2 separate regions of the Rattus norvegicus genome follow, and region 1 is linked to region 2. A link is a contact called in public Hi-C data. All regions are on one chromosome and are shown on one strand. Each heading gives the region's core, a stretch centred on a gene start, on an enhancer-like site or on the middle of the called end of the contact. The rest is flanking DNA. Distances are from core to core; before and after follow the strand shown.

Region 1 (3,756 bases), core at 590-3,089, 1.7 Mb before region 2:
GGCAGCTTCATCCCCAACCAGAGCTCTAGCGGCTGTACTTTTTAATTAGCAGTGTTCCGAGGGGCAGATACGACTCCACGTGCAGCTTTGTCAAGCTGCAGTTTAGGAGACTGACACAGTGTTTTTTATAACGAGGGTCTTCGCAGTCTAATCATCGCGTGAAATTATGTGCGCCTGTTGGTGTTCTCTTTCCCCGCTGCCTTCGGGTGAGAGCCTACGACCAAAGAGCAAAGGTGGTTCTTCCTAAAGCAGCCTGCTCTCCTATAGGTCTGGTTTCCTGTGAGCATCATCTCAACCCGGCAAGACATGGTTCTGTTTAACTAGCCCTTGCTCACAGGTCCCATGCCTGCTATCACATTGCCTTGCCCGTGATACAGCTTCCCAGTGCATTTTTCTCGCTAATCATGGTTTAGCAAACAAGGAAGGAGAGGGCCCCGTTTTATGAAACTTTCTGATGAGTGATGGGCAGTTTATTTCAGTCTTTAGTGTACTAGAATGTACAATTGCTCTAAAGATAAATAAAAGATTCAGCCGAGTGCCACTGGAGAACAGCGCAGCATGTCTCTGGCATGGCTTGAGACTTATCTGATTTGGATTTGTATACCTCATGGGGAATGGCAAAATATTGGAACAGACGGCTTGATATTTCCGAAGAATATAGTGGGCTTTATTAGCACCAGTTTCACTCTCTGACTGACGGCTTTTTCAAATTTTTTATCTTATTAATCCGTGCTACTGTATGTAAATGCTATTCCTCTCTGCATAAGGGAGGCAACCAGCGATTTGTAATAAACGCCTCTGAGTGCCTGAGGCTGCACTTAAACTTTAAAACATCCATTATTAAGTTGCAAAAAAACACTGTAATGGCCAATAGTGACCTCATAGGAATTTTAAACTGTGGTCTGCTCTTCTGCATTAAAAACAAAAAAATTGCCTCAAGTTAGAATTATGAGCAATGCTATTTTAACAGCTGCATTTTGATTATTAAAGTGTGTTTTACAACTGAATTACAATGTTTTTATGGACTCTAGGTATAAGATTTAAAAAGGTCATTAAACATGCTCGGGCTTTGTCACAGTGGGTGTCACTGTATACAATGGACACTACACAATCTATTTTTATGTCACCACACTTAGGATTCCAAATAGGGTGCAAAAGCATTTCCGTTTTTTAACCATGTAGATGACTACGGACCTCTCAAAGACAGTGACAGTTTGCAGTTGGAGATGACTACTTTCATTATTATTTTATTAATTTGACAAGAAGCCCTACAGATTTTCAGTGTATCACTGATCCATTTGTCCCAGAAATAATTAAAATCGCAGCCTGGAGCAACAGACAACAGATACACTTCTGGCGAATTAATGTTCAAAAATACATCGCTTGTACTGTAGCCAACTCTTTAGTCCTGTGACACTTCTGCGTTTTCTCCCTCTGATCCTATGTGGGCTCATTGACAATAGATATTGACCCCAAGTGTAGATTTTCCAAATGCGGGACCTCTACCCTCGTCGACCCATTATGTCGTGTGCTGGCTACTGTACGCAATATTTGCATCTCCAGACACAGAGACCCAGGGTGGAGTTGCAGAGATTTCTCAGGACTACCTCAGGCATCTTCCCAAAGCAGTAACGTAAACTTCACTTCGCCCGGACCCTGCCTGCTAAGCTACTTCCCTGTCAATTTTTAATTTTCTCTTCACTAATTTAGCATTGTTTTATGCCTATGCTCAACTGGAGTCGGTGTCTGTGGTGGCACCGGGTGCCTGCTTGTCGATGAGGACATGGGCATGGGGTGTGATAAGGAGCCTCCTCGGATGCTCCAAATATTTGACAGAATGTCACAAAGGATTGTATTTGCATGTAGTAGCCTGGGTAGGACATGACGATTAGTGTGAGCTGCATTCCGGCTCTGCGTATCCAGCTCAGACGGTCCAGATCTTCTGCATAGCTTTGAATTTTGTATATGTACTTTGAACATATCTGTGACGAGCAAAGCTGTCACTGTGCTGGGGGAAAAAAAATGTAGCTGCAGAATTGACAATACCGGTTTAATTTTTTTTTTAAAAGAGGACATCTCCTAAATAATTATTATCATGCTAATAACATTTGTATTCTTTTGTGTATAATTAAGATCTGCCTGTCTAAGCATGAAATGGGGTTGAGATCGTGAATGAGGGTGCTATCCTTAACCTATTTAGTAAATCAGTTTTAATTTGGCTTTCTTTAGGTAGAATCATAACAATAGTCTGTTGTATACAAAAATCCACACTTTCTGGCTGTAAACAGTCATAGAAATATAATATTTAACCAAGCTTCCCATGAAATTAGAGAAACCCCTCTTGTGAACACTGTGCTGAATAAAAAATAATTCAACAATTATAGATGTCTCTTATTTTATTAACCCTTTGTCTCTCAGAGTGACAAATGCTGCAGCTGTTTTTATTCTGATCTCTTTAGCTTTGGGGTGTGACATTTTTTCTTTTTATGTAATAGAAATTAGTTTGATATTCATATTACACCTACTTCCAAGAGAATTTGAGGCAGAAAATAGGCTAGCATACAGTGGAAAAAGAAGCCATTTCAGTTTAGAGCATAACAGGTTATGTAATTTAATGATCACAAAGTGGTTTGGAATACTCCGTGCTGTTTTGTTCCCTTAGAAATAGTAATATCTGTTATCGGTGCTGTTTTTTTTTCCTTCTATAATTTCATGGTTAATACCTAGGCAGGCAATTATGCTAAAAGAAATTATCCTTGTCGTTTGGCAAGAGGTATTCTTTATTTTCAAGATACTCAGACTTCTTAAACCTATTCCTTCTCCTCCCCAACCTGATTGTGAGCATTTGCATGCTGTGATTTATAAGGTGATTGGAAAACACCTCCATTTATCAATTATGAGGGAGCACAGGCTGCTCAGAACCGATCAAGCAGCCTCCTTGGCAAGAGGACCCTCTGAGGGGGTGGGGCGGGGGAGAGAGGAAGGAAAGGAGAGAAAATGGCAACAGGAGGGAAGTGGGAGTCTTCCTTGATGTGTCTGCTTTGTTTCCCTGCTGAAGCCCACTTGCCAGCCTTCCCACAGCTTTGCCGGTGTTGTGCACACAGGCGGCCCCTGCCATTTGATTTTTTCCATCCATATTTTTTTTTTTTGGTGATCACACTGTTTTTCTGTGAATCTGTATTTGTTTTTCAGTTGTCAACAAATATGTTCTGAGTATCTGTGCATTGTGGGTACTATGCTGGGGGCCTAGCATTGTGCAGCCCCCTGGGACACATAGAAGGCAAGCCTAGGAAGGACCCCTTTCTCCTCCTACCAGGGGCGAAGCAACTTCATTCAAGAGTATCAGTTAAAAATAAATAGGAAAATATAAAATAAGTCCCAAATAAATGAGATCATGTTCATGAAATGGTTGTCTCTATAGCTCCTAGCATGTCCTAGTTTACTTAATAAATAATAATCTATAAGAATTAGCTGTTGTTGTTGATTATGATGAAGGTGATAATCATGATGATAATCATGATGCTGATTATGATGATGATGGTGATAAAACACAGGTGTCAGGCAGGACATTAGCAAAGCTCAGAGACCAGTTTGACTGCAGTTAAGTTCCTTTACCTTTTAGGAAACATTCAGCATTTGAATGGGTTTCCTGCTGTCTACATCCCAGCTGCCTGTAGGAGCTCCCTAGTCTGTTCAAGCTTCCTACACTACCTAATTCTGGTCCTTTCTGATTCACATTCAGTTCACTGCCTGATT
Region 2 (3,593 bases), core at 1,044-3,543:
CCTGGGCCTTACTGCTGCAAAAGTGAACTGTTAGGGACAGGCAGGGTACAAACTGCAGTTGGGAATGGAAGTCCCTCTTACAGAACCCCAGCATATGTGTTCTGTCATGCACCTTCTAGGCTTCTAGGCTCTTACTCCAGACATGCAATGTACTGAATCAAGGGACTGTTTGATCGTATCTGTATTTGTGAGCTGACTATCAACCCACTTGGGCTGAATATTAAATCACCTGTAGTAGCTGTTATCAAGCTGAGATGATCTATTAATTCTAAATTTATTAACCCTTGGAGTGCAGTCATCATGTTTAATCTAGTGTAGCTCACATTTATTTTACAAGACTAAATCCTTCTTTAAGGTATGGTGGTGCTGTAGGTTAAAAACAGCTAATATGGGCTTCATTACAATAATTGGAGGAGAGAAAATGTCTGAAAATGCTAGTGTGGCTGCTGGAACAGGTTGGTCCCAGTCTCTTTCCTAGAATAGGATTTGTCTGTCAGAGAAAATGTCTCTTCAGAAACGTTTCTGTCCCCAAGAAAGAGGAAAACGAGGGCAGGGAGGAGGAAGCTTCTGACAGAGAGATAGCCAGTGGTCCAAAGCCAGAAACAAACAAACAAACAAACAAACAAAAAGGCTGCGTGCTATGGCAGGGTCACCTCCAACCTGATGGATTACACTGAATCTGCAGCACCTGGCCAAGACCACCCACAAAATTTCTGGCAGGAGTCAAACTTGAAGTTCAGCAAGGGTCACCTATTCTGGAATAAAAGATTTTTTTTTACCCCTTTCCCCCAAGGAATTCTGAGCAATTCAAACTACAAGCAGTTCTGCAAAAGAAAAAAAAATGTTCATTTAATATGTTAATCTGGTGTTCAGGGATATATATATATATGTATATATATGTATATATATATATATATCTTCAACCTGCCCATTATTGATGTTATCAACATATTCATAGCTTTTCTTTCAGACACAAACCGCTAGGCGCTAGGCATGCTCTCTTTTTTGGTAACCACGTGCTTGATATCTCTCTAATGTAGCCTAATAACAATTTTAGCATTCAGATGAAGCGATTTCATTCTGTGACTGCCTTTTCTATTAGATGTGATTTTGAGAAGCCCCAGTGGGTGCCTTCGAGGCAGAGATCTATCTGTGAGGCTGCTACCGACTCAATAGCAGCCTGGGCTAACCTTGACCTTTCCAGAGACCCTGCTCCATCTGGTGCCAGCCTGCTTTCCACCGCCTCCCTCCCTCGCTTGCTTCATAGTCAACATTGATCAAGGCAGAACTGAGCGCTTAGTCTTCTGGAAGGGCTGGGCAGACTCAGGAGGACAGTACATTTCAGTATATGGAAATGATCAGCCTCTTATGTAATCATAAATCTACATAGGAGTCTTGTGATTTGATATTTCATTCACCTCCAAAGATTTTTTTTCTCCCTCCCAACAGGGATTTATAAGCTCAGCGAGAGCTCCCGGACAACGGCTTTCCCCAACACCTGGAAATTATCAAGCTTGCTGCTTGCTGAATGATGCTAACAGTTCCAACGCTGCAAATTCATTTTTAACAACTCACTGGCTTTTATCTAGGATGTGTGTGTGTGTGTGTGTGTGTGTGTGTGTGTAGCGCGTGTACACACACACACACACACACACACACACACACACACTCGTGCCTTTCTTTAAGAAACTACTAAAGCAACGCATCATATCAAAGACACCAAAATCAAATCTGACTTAAATATCCCCACCTCCACACCCATCCCCATTTTGTGTTTGGAGGCAGATCAGGTTTTCTTTCTGCATTCTGTCCCCATTCTAAATCATTAAGAAGGAAGGGAAAAGATAAAGAAGCTAAGAGAAGCGTCAGGGGCGGGGGGGGGGGGGCAGGCGGGGGGGGGAGGCGGGGGGGGAGAGAGAGAGAGAGAGAGAGAGAGAGAGAGAGAGAGAGAGAGAGAGGAGAGAGAGGTAAGAATGTTAACCTTGGATCCCACCTCTCCCTGCCTGGGCCGCACCCCCTCTCCCCCTTCCCCATAGACACACACGATGTGTCGTTCTCCATCCACACCGCCCACTAGGGCACACAGCCGCCTCACACTCTTTCTTTCCTCCTCTTCCTTGCACCCGGGGCTGGGTGGTAAGAGGCTGACTGAGAGGGAGTCACGTGGGCAGCCCGTGGGCAGCAGCGGCAGCAGCTCCAGAGAAATTGACTGACTGGCCGCTTGGGCGCATTTCAATATATGGAAATGACCAGAGGCTTCTGCGATAAATCAACGCTCAACACTTTGTCATTTGTCTAGTTCTGCTTCATTTTCCTGCTTCCCCCTTCTCCTAACAGAGGCTTGTTTCCTTGCTTTTTTGCCCTGCCGCATCCCTTCCCACCTCCACCCTATACCTTCTCCAAATCTTGCCCATCACTGCAGCTGCCCCCACCCCCGCGGGCACCCCCTTCTGTTCTCTGTCTCCACTGTAATTGGAAACATCCGGTCGGCGATTTTTTTCCTCCTCTTCCTTTCCTTTCAAAAAATATTTTTCCCCAACAAAAACCGGCCGACATTTGCTGCTGTGCATCAAGATTTTATTTTTTGCAAAAGGTGGCCAGGATGCTCTTACATAATCCCAGGGATCTGGACCTCAACCCCTCTTGTAATAAAGAAAGGAAGGGAGGGAGGAAGGAAGGAAGGGGGAAAACACCACTGTTCGCATCCTCTTTCCCTACCCCAGCCCCTGCTCCCATCTTCTAGGAGTTCCCTCAGCAAACTTAAAAGACTATCCGAAGCAACTTGTGCCATGAAATGTCAAGGATAGCACTTAGTGGACACCCAGAAAAAATGGGAGAGCGCGGGGGAGGGGGCATCAGGTTTGCAGGCTCCCGCTGGGCTCTTGCTGCTCTTCCTGGTGCCCTCCACCTCACCCCGCCCTGCGCCTTGGGTCTTAAAAAAAAAAAATCACCTAAAGCCCAATCTGCAATTACTCTCGTGTTTCTCAAGAGCTCGGCACAGCCTGGATTCCATGGTGCGTGTAAAAAGCGAAATTAACAAAACCCCACCACCGCGCTCTTGCTTTCCTTTGCGAGGGGAAAGGGGTGGTCATTGAGGCCCAGACTACTTGTTTGTTAAGTTGGGTTCAGAAGCGTACAGTAGCTTCCCCCCACACCCTCGAAGCTTCTATTTGGCATTTCTAATCTTTCAACTTTTCTCCCTCTCTTGCCTATTGGGCAGTCTCTCCTTTTTTCTTCCTCTTGGATCTAGGAACAATGGGTATGTAAAGGGTCAGTGGGCATCACCCTATAAAGCTCAGAACCTAATTAATTTTATTAAAGGAGGATCTGTTTATGCAATATGACAGCCTGGGGGAATTAACCATTTGAAGACCCAGACACAGGCTGGTCAGACACCAGAGTCTCTGCTCATAGCCTAAGCTTGCACTTCCTGCCCCTCCGGGATCTGGTCTGGGTTTTGTTGGCCCTTCTGAGAGTCAGTCCTAATCCTGGGCTGAACACTGGGAACCTTGGAAAATCCATACATTGCCATCCCCACGTGACTGCTGAAGTGCTCTGCCGCTATTCAAAATGTGTCACTATTGGGAGGGGGC

Evidence for each region. A called contact is a pair of places that touch in the nucleus more often than the background predicts.
Region 1: a contact with region 2 is called in a Hi-C map of frontal cortex, with 2.8 times the contacts expected there. The contact joins two enhancer-like sites. A contact is called at or near these places in 4 of 12 Hi-C or Micro-C datasets (the A7r5 cell line, Schwann cells, frontal cortex and 1 more).

The regions. Positions count from the first base shown.
Region 1 is chr14:103,914,349-103,918,104 of GRCr8, reverse strand. The region is part of intron 3 of LOC100909672 (a long non-coding RNA gene); the gene reads left to right. Among named protein-coding and RNA genes, the nearest start is that of Fancl, 530 kb to the left of the region's middle. Within about 2 kb of position 1,839, at least 13 of the 93 cell types and tissues checked have an H3K27ac peak or open chromatin away from gene starts, as enhancers often do.
Region 2 is chr14:102,214,156-102,217,748 of GRCr8, reverse strand. No RefSeq gene overlaps it. Among named protein-coding and RNA genes, the nearest start is that of Bcl11a, 16 kb to the left of the region's middle. Within about 2 kb of position 2,293, at least 16 of the 93 cell types and tissues checked have an H3K27ac peak or open chromatin away from gene starts, as enhancers often do.